Regions from separate parts of the Mustela erminea genome. Here region 2 is linked to region 1. A link is a contact called in public Hi-C data. All regions are on one chromosome and are shown on one strand. The core of a region is the stretch at or near the end of the contact, and the rest is flanking DNA. Distances in the headings are between cores, read along the strand shown.

The links. A called contact is a pair of places that touch in the nucleus more often than the background predicts.
Region 2: a Hi-C map of spleen shows a contact between it and region 1, with 3 times the contacts expected there. The contact joins the promoter of POC1A here to the promoter of RPL29 in region 1. A contact is called at or near these places in 3 of 3 Hi-C or Micro-C datasets (fibroblasts, skeletal muscle and spleen).

Annotation. Positions count from the first base shown.
Region 1 is chr1:21,334,572-21,338,066 of mMusErm1.Pri, forward strand. It overlaps RPL29 (60S ribosomal protein L29), which reads right to left and starts at 1,365. Exons shown (of 4, transcript XM_032321348.1): 1 at 1,257-1,365; 2 at 801-845; 3 at 440-504. The coding sequence starts at 837.
Region 2 is chr1:21,470,758-21,474,046 of mMusErm1.Pri, forward strand. POC1A (POC1 centriolar protein homolog A) reads right to left here and starts at 1,950. Exons shown (of 10, transcript XM_032321382.1): 1 at 1,586-1,950. The coding sequence starts at 1,603.

The DNA.
Region 1 (3,495 bases), core at 115-2,614:
GAGAGATAGGACCCCGTTCCGTTTAGACCCTCCAGCCTCAGCCTTCCCAATCCTTAGAACTCCTCGGCACAGCCCCCAAGCCCAGCACTGACTGGGTCCGATCAAGGCCGCAGGCTGGTAGAATGCAAGGCTCTAAGAGTTACACAGCACTTCCCTTGAAGTGCTCTGGATAAGCAAGGAAGACAGTCCAACTACCCTCAGGAGGCAGGTGACACCCGACTGGGCAGCTACCACCTGGGCTGGGAAAAGTCAAGGAAAGGTTTGTTAGTTTTGGCAGAACATGAAGTGCAGGCAAAAGCTGGCTGGAGAGAGAACCTGTGGGCTTTGGTAGTCCGGGGAAGACGAGGGACAGCTACTAATGTTGCTGCTCAGCTGGAAACAGATACAGGAGAGGCTGTGGCTGTGCAACCGGGGCCAAGCGGACACCCCTCTCACTCACCCCCTTAAGAGATTCGTATCTTTGCGACCGGGGTTTCTTGATGCCGTTTCTGTGCCATTTTCGTGCTGTGAGGGGAAGCGAAGGAATTAGACCAAACAAGATTTGCTCCAGTGAGACCAGACAACATCACAGCCGGCCAGCCTGGGGAAACCATCACTTCCCAGAGCAGGTCTCCTCGAAGTCTGCACCAGCTCTTATCCCCACTGCAAAGCCCTGGGGGCATCTCAAGAGGACCCCTGGCTTCTTCAACTGTAACCCATCCTGGCGAAAACAAAACCCACAGCGTCCCCCTGCCCTGCCCCACCACCACTCATCCTTGCCAGGGTCTGAAGGGACACCGAGGCCGGGCGGAGGAACTTACACTGGTTGTGCGTGGTGTGGTTCTTGGACTTGGCCATGTCTGCACCTGGGGGAGGAGAGTGGAGATCAGGGCTGGGGGGGTTCGCAGGGCTGGCTGGGCGCTGACCTGGAAGGACGTGAGGCCAGAAGCCAGGGCGCAGGTGCAGCACAGAGGCCTTGAATCTGCTGCCGCTTCCCACCGGCGTCCACTTACTCAGCACGACCCGACACGGTCCCGGCTTCCAGAGCTCGGCTAAGACGGCCCTGAAACCAACCCTCCCTCACCACACTGCGTTCTACCCCAAATCCGAGTTCTCCCTCTCCCATCCACTCCTCGAGAATCCACAAGGTCCACCCGCGCCCCACGCCCTCCGCTCCCCACAGTCATGCATCCGGCCTTCCTGTCCTTTCCGGTTTTGCGTCCGGCCGCCGGCTGGGAGCCGCGGATGGCTCCAGATACCGCGCGGCCAAGACTCACCGAAGCCCGCGGCTCCCGAAGCGCCTCGGGCCGGAAGAGAAAGGGAGAGAGGAAGGCCGCGGTGCAGCACGGGAATAGGGTCGTCGAGGCCGGAAGGTACTTCTGGAAAAGCTTCCCCCGGCGCTTGGAAGAAAAGTTCCGAAGCCCGGGACGGTACAAGCCGACGCAAAGGCGGTGCTACGAGCCTGGCTGTGCGCTCTTCAGGTTTTACCTACATTCATTCCTCCTGGACCAAGCTCCTGGGACCCAGTTCTCGTGAAAGGTCCCGGAGGCGAAGGGAGTCCTTGAGGGATGCGTGCTAGGCAAAGAGTGACAGACTTGTGTTCTCCCAGCCCAGGCTGCTGAGCGGAGGATGGACTGTAGGGGGCAGAGGTGAGGCAGGGGAGCTGTGACGAGGCTGGTGTCCCGCTCCACGGAGAATGAGGGAACCTGGAACCCCGCCGGGGCAGCGGGTGTGGAGGAGAGTGGATACGTATCCGGGACTTGGGGTGCAGACGATCAGGGAGAGGATGGAGGCCAGAGTGGCCCTTAAGTTTTGGGGCTTGGACATCTGGGTGAATGCTGGTACTGTTCACAGAAATGGGGAAGGTTGGGAGAACAGGGCTTTTATTGCTTTGTTTCGAGGAGGCCAGTGATCCAGATGTTTCCGTTTAGATGCATTAAATCTGAGATGCCTGTTGGACATCGAAAATGAGTTAGGCTTTGCCTCCTGACAACTCTTCTCTCTTCCCCCCACAGTTCAGTCTCCACACAGCAGTGGGGGCTGAGGGCGTTGTTAAAGACACAAAGCAGATCTTGTCATTGAAAGTCTTCAAAGGCCTCTCCTTGCTTTGGAAATAAACTCTTTACCTCCCTAAAGCCTGGCAACCCTCTCCTGATCATTCCCGTCTCTCCATCCAAACCCATGGGCTTTTTTTATTTCCTGCCAAACATGAATGCTTGTTCCTTTTTTTCTTTTTTTTAAGATTTTATTTATTTGTTTGGGAGAGAGAGATCATGAGCAGCGGGGAAGGAGTAGTGCAGGGAGCCTAATGCAGTGCGATGCTGGGGCTCCATCCCATGTCTCTGAGATCATGACCTGAGCCGGAGGCAGACGTTTAACTGACTGAGCTACCCAGGCGCCCATGAATCCTTGTTCTGACTTCAGGACCTTTACACTTGCTATTCCTCCCCCTGGACTACCTTCTCACTGCTCTTTGGATGCCTGCTTTCTTGGAGAGGCCTTTAGATAGGGCATCTAAAATAAATACACCCAGGGGCACCTAGGTGGCTCAGAGGGTTAAGTCTCCTCCTTTAGCTCAGGTCCTGGTCTCAGGGTCCTGAGATTGAGCCCAGAATCGCATCGGGCTCTCTGCTCAGCAGGGAGCCTGCTTCCCCCTCTCTCTCTTTCTGCCTCTCTGCCTACTTGTGATTTCTCTCTCTCTGCCAAATAAATAAATAAAACCTTTAAAAAAAGTCTCTTATAATAAAAAATAATGATAAAATAAAATAGATACACTCCACTCCATCTCCCCAGGTGTTTTTTGTGCTCTCATTATCTTTGCTTCCTTCACAGAATTTTCCAGACGCTAATCCTGTTCTTTATTTACTAGTGTATGTGTCCATTGGCACAAGTGCCATGAGTTCAGGACTGGTTGGGTCACTTTTCCTTTCCCCCTGCTGGGCATAGCATTGATGCAGAATAGGAACTTATTAACCACCGGCTGGATGGACAATCTTCGGCAAGGTGGATTCGTGGAGTGACAGGAGCATACTGCAGAGAGCCGGGATGTGGAAGGGGGAAGGAGGATGTGGAGGCAGGACATGGCAGTCACTCCTTACCAAAGCATTCCTGAGAAGGGGGAGAGAAATCGCAACTGTGAGTCAGGAGGATGAAAAGCAGGCTCAGATGCTGGAAGGGGACCTAGTGCCAAGAAGCAGTTGAGGCCAGAGGGAAGGTGTCTGGGGAAGCAGTCCCAAGGGCTACTGAGAACGGATGGGAGAGCCAGTGGGCAGAGGTGGGGACTGTGGGAAGTAGGGGTGGCCCCATGCCGGTGAGTCAGGACCTCAGCTCAGTGAGTGGGAGAGGTGGACGCAAAGGGTGAGACAGAGAGAAGAAGGTTTGACTGCTGCACCCTTGAGAGAGAGGACCTGGCAGGTAGGGGCCAGCAGAAGGCGCTGGAATGACTTTAGAGGAACTAGGTTGCTCCATTGTGTGGCCTTCCCGGCTGAGCCCTAGCTCCCACAGTGAGCTCCTAAA
Region 2 (3,289 bases), core at 700-3,199, 140 kb after region 1:
AAAGGTGAATTTTAAGACATGTGAGTATTTCAACAAAGCAATGTTTCTAAGAGAATGAAGAAGAAATGGGGGCCTTTCAGCAACTCCCATTTCAGGAATCAGATTCTGCACTTTCAATCTCACTGGCAGCCAGTGTTGGCCAATGAATCCAAAGGTCAGCCTGGACAGGCCCCAAGGGGCAGTGCCACCATTCTACTGAGGTCAAGGAAGCAGCTGTTCAGGACACAGCTTAGGAAGACATGGAGAAAATATTCTAGAGACTCTTACCACCCAACAGCAGCTTCTCTTAGTACTTGAAGAGTTACAGTCCTGCCATGCAAACATCTCCCCTTCCCTAAATATCAGAAGCATTCTGGGCACACCATGGAGCCCAGCAAAACCTCTTCTTGGTAAAAAAAAAAAAAAAGAAAATGTCCTTGGGAACAGAGTAAGACTGATGCCACCTCACAGAGCTGTAACCAGAACAAAGGCCCTCAGGGCCCTGTGCCCAGCTCCACCCCCAACACACCTGCCCCAGTCCCCCTTTCAACAAGAAAGGGAGTGGCAGCTGGGAGAGGGCCCCCAACAGAGCAGCAACTGCTACATCTGAACCTCTTGGGAGAACAAGAATAAGATAATGTCCACCTCTAGGCAAGTTCAGTTCTACCTCTGACCAGGGGGCTCCTGAGACCGCCCAACACCCTTCCCAACTCCTCATCCCACCAGGCTCTATGGTTCCTCATCTCCCCAAAGGTGGTTTATATATGGAAAGAAGTGGGAGGGATTTGTGGAAAGGGCTAGAATAGGGATCAAAAAGCCTGGATCCTGGGCGCCTGGGTGGCTTAGTGGGTTAAGCCGCTGCCTTCGGCTCAGATCATGATCCCAGAGTCCTGGGATCGAGTCCCGCATGGGGCTCTCTGCTCAGCAGGGAGCCTGCTTCCCCCACCCCACCCCCGCCTGCCTCTCTGCCTGTTTGTGATTTCTCTCTGTCAAATAAATAAATAAAATCTTAAAAAAAAAAAAAAAAAAAAGCCTGGATCCTAAGTCTAGGCGTTCCGCTCTACAGAGCACCATCTGATCTTCCTGACTCTCAACCCAGCCAAAAGACCAGACATGTTTACACAATCTCTCAAAAAGAGGGGTCTGGGAGTGCCTCCCTCTGGAGGAACCTGGGACTCAGGGCGCCCAGCCCAGAACACAATGCACACCTGAGCTGTCCGGTCCGAGCAAGTGTTCGCTCAAAAAAGCCCCGACCAGCCACCCACTGCTCAGGATGATGAGACTCAGGCCAGTGAGGCCCGGAGCTGGCCTCCGGCCCGACCTCCAGTCGAAACGTACTAGTACTAGCGTCTCCTCAGCTAGGATGCGAATCCAGGGAGCAGGGACTTGGTGGTCCGCCGCGGCAGTCCGCAAAGGGTCTGGCGCGCAGGAGGTGCTCACTACGTGTCCCGACCCAGCGACCCCTGCACAGACCGTCAAGCGGCTGGAGAAGACTGGCTTGGAACCCGGCGTCCCACTCGCCCCCTCGCAGCCATCGCTCGGGCCAGGCGCCTACAGTCCCAATGGGGAGACTAAGGCCGGGCAAACACCGCCGGCGAGAACTTACAGGGCAAGGTGCAGCCATGGCAGGTCGGGGGCGCCCAAGGCGCTGGAGAAAGCTGCGTCGGCCGTTGCGGCCCGTTCAGTTTCCGCGCCCCCAACCGCCGCCAATAGCAACGCGGGTCGCGTCGCCACGCCCCGCCCACGGCGATTAAAGGAGACGCAGCGCGTCGGCTTTTTGACCCCAGGCCGGAAGCAGAGCTGTGTGGCGGATTCCACGGCCTCCGCGCACAGCTCCGCCAGGCCAGCAGCCCACGGACGTAGCGGCCAAAGATCTCCGTCCACTGTCACTAATCCCCTGAGAAATGATAAAACGCAGGATGAGGTGTTCACACCGCCCACCCCTAGCTCGGTTTACGAGGCCACGAGCACAGCCTTCTGGGAAATGCAGTTTCAAGACAGCCACCACCTAGGGTATGTAGGAAAGTGGAACTACTTTTCCCAAGATACCTTGAGAGCCGGGCGGGCTTAACCACGCGTTGGAAAAGCCTCAAGGATCCCGGAAGTGGAGGACACGTGCGTCATTCTTTGGGCGTTCTCTTAAAGGGCCCTTGAAACTAGGTAGTCGCCCAATGCCTTAAGGGCCAATTAGTCACCCCTCGGAGATAGTTTAAATGGTCCGCTCCTCCGAACTTAAAACAAGTGTCGATCTGAAAGAACACCGGTCACTTGGAATGACATCCGTGGGATTCTCCATGGATGGAGAAACCTAGGTTCTATTCTGTTATTGTCCTGCCTCCTTGTGTGACCTGTGACCTTGAGGGGAAATACCTCTGCCTAGGCCTCAGTTTACCCATTTGTAATACAGAGAAGTGTGAGGCAGCCTGGGCCTCTCCAGAACCCTCGGCCCTGAGAAGTGGTTATAAATGACATGTTTAAAAGAAAAGGAGACATTTCCAGATATGTCTCCTGAGGCAAGGGAGCCAAAAGCAAAATTAAACTATTGGGACTACATCCAGTTAAAGAGCTTCTACACAGCAAAGAAAGTAATTAAAGAAGGCAGAAGACAACCTACTGAATGGGAAAAGATATTTGCAAATGACTATCTGCTAAGGGGTTAGTGTCCAAAATATATAAGGAGCTTATACAACTCAACACCAAAAATGCAAATAATCCAATTAAAAATGGGCAGAAGACATGGACATTTCTGGGATGCCTGGGTGGCTCAGCTGGTTAGGCATCTGCCTTCAGCTCCTGATGATTCTGGGGTCCTGGGATTGAGTCTGCATCTGGCTCTTTACTCAGCAGGGAGCCTGCTTCTCCCTCTGCCTGACGCTCCCCATGCTTGTGCGCGAGGTCTCTCTCTCTGATGGAAAAAAAAAAAAAAAAAAGACATGGACATTTCTCCAGAGAAGACATCCAGATGGCCAACAGACCCGTGAAAAGATGCTCAACAGGGGCGCCTGGGTGGCTCAGTTGGTTAAGCAGTTACCTTAAGCTCAGGTCATGATCCCAGCATCCTGGGATCGAGTCCCTCATTGGGTTCTTTGCTCAGCAGGGAGCCTGCTTCTCCCTCTGCCTCTGCCTGCCATTCTGTCTGCTTGTGCTCGCTCTCTCTCCCTCTCTCTCTCTGACAAATAAATAAAATCTTTAAAAAAAAGAAAAGAAAAGATGCTCAACATCATTCATCATCAGGGAAATGCAAATTAAAGCCACGATGAGATACCACCTCAGAGCTGTTAGAATGGCTAAAATAAAAAACACAAGAAAC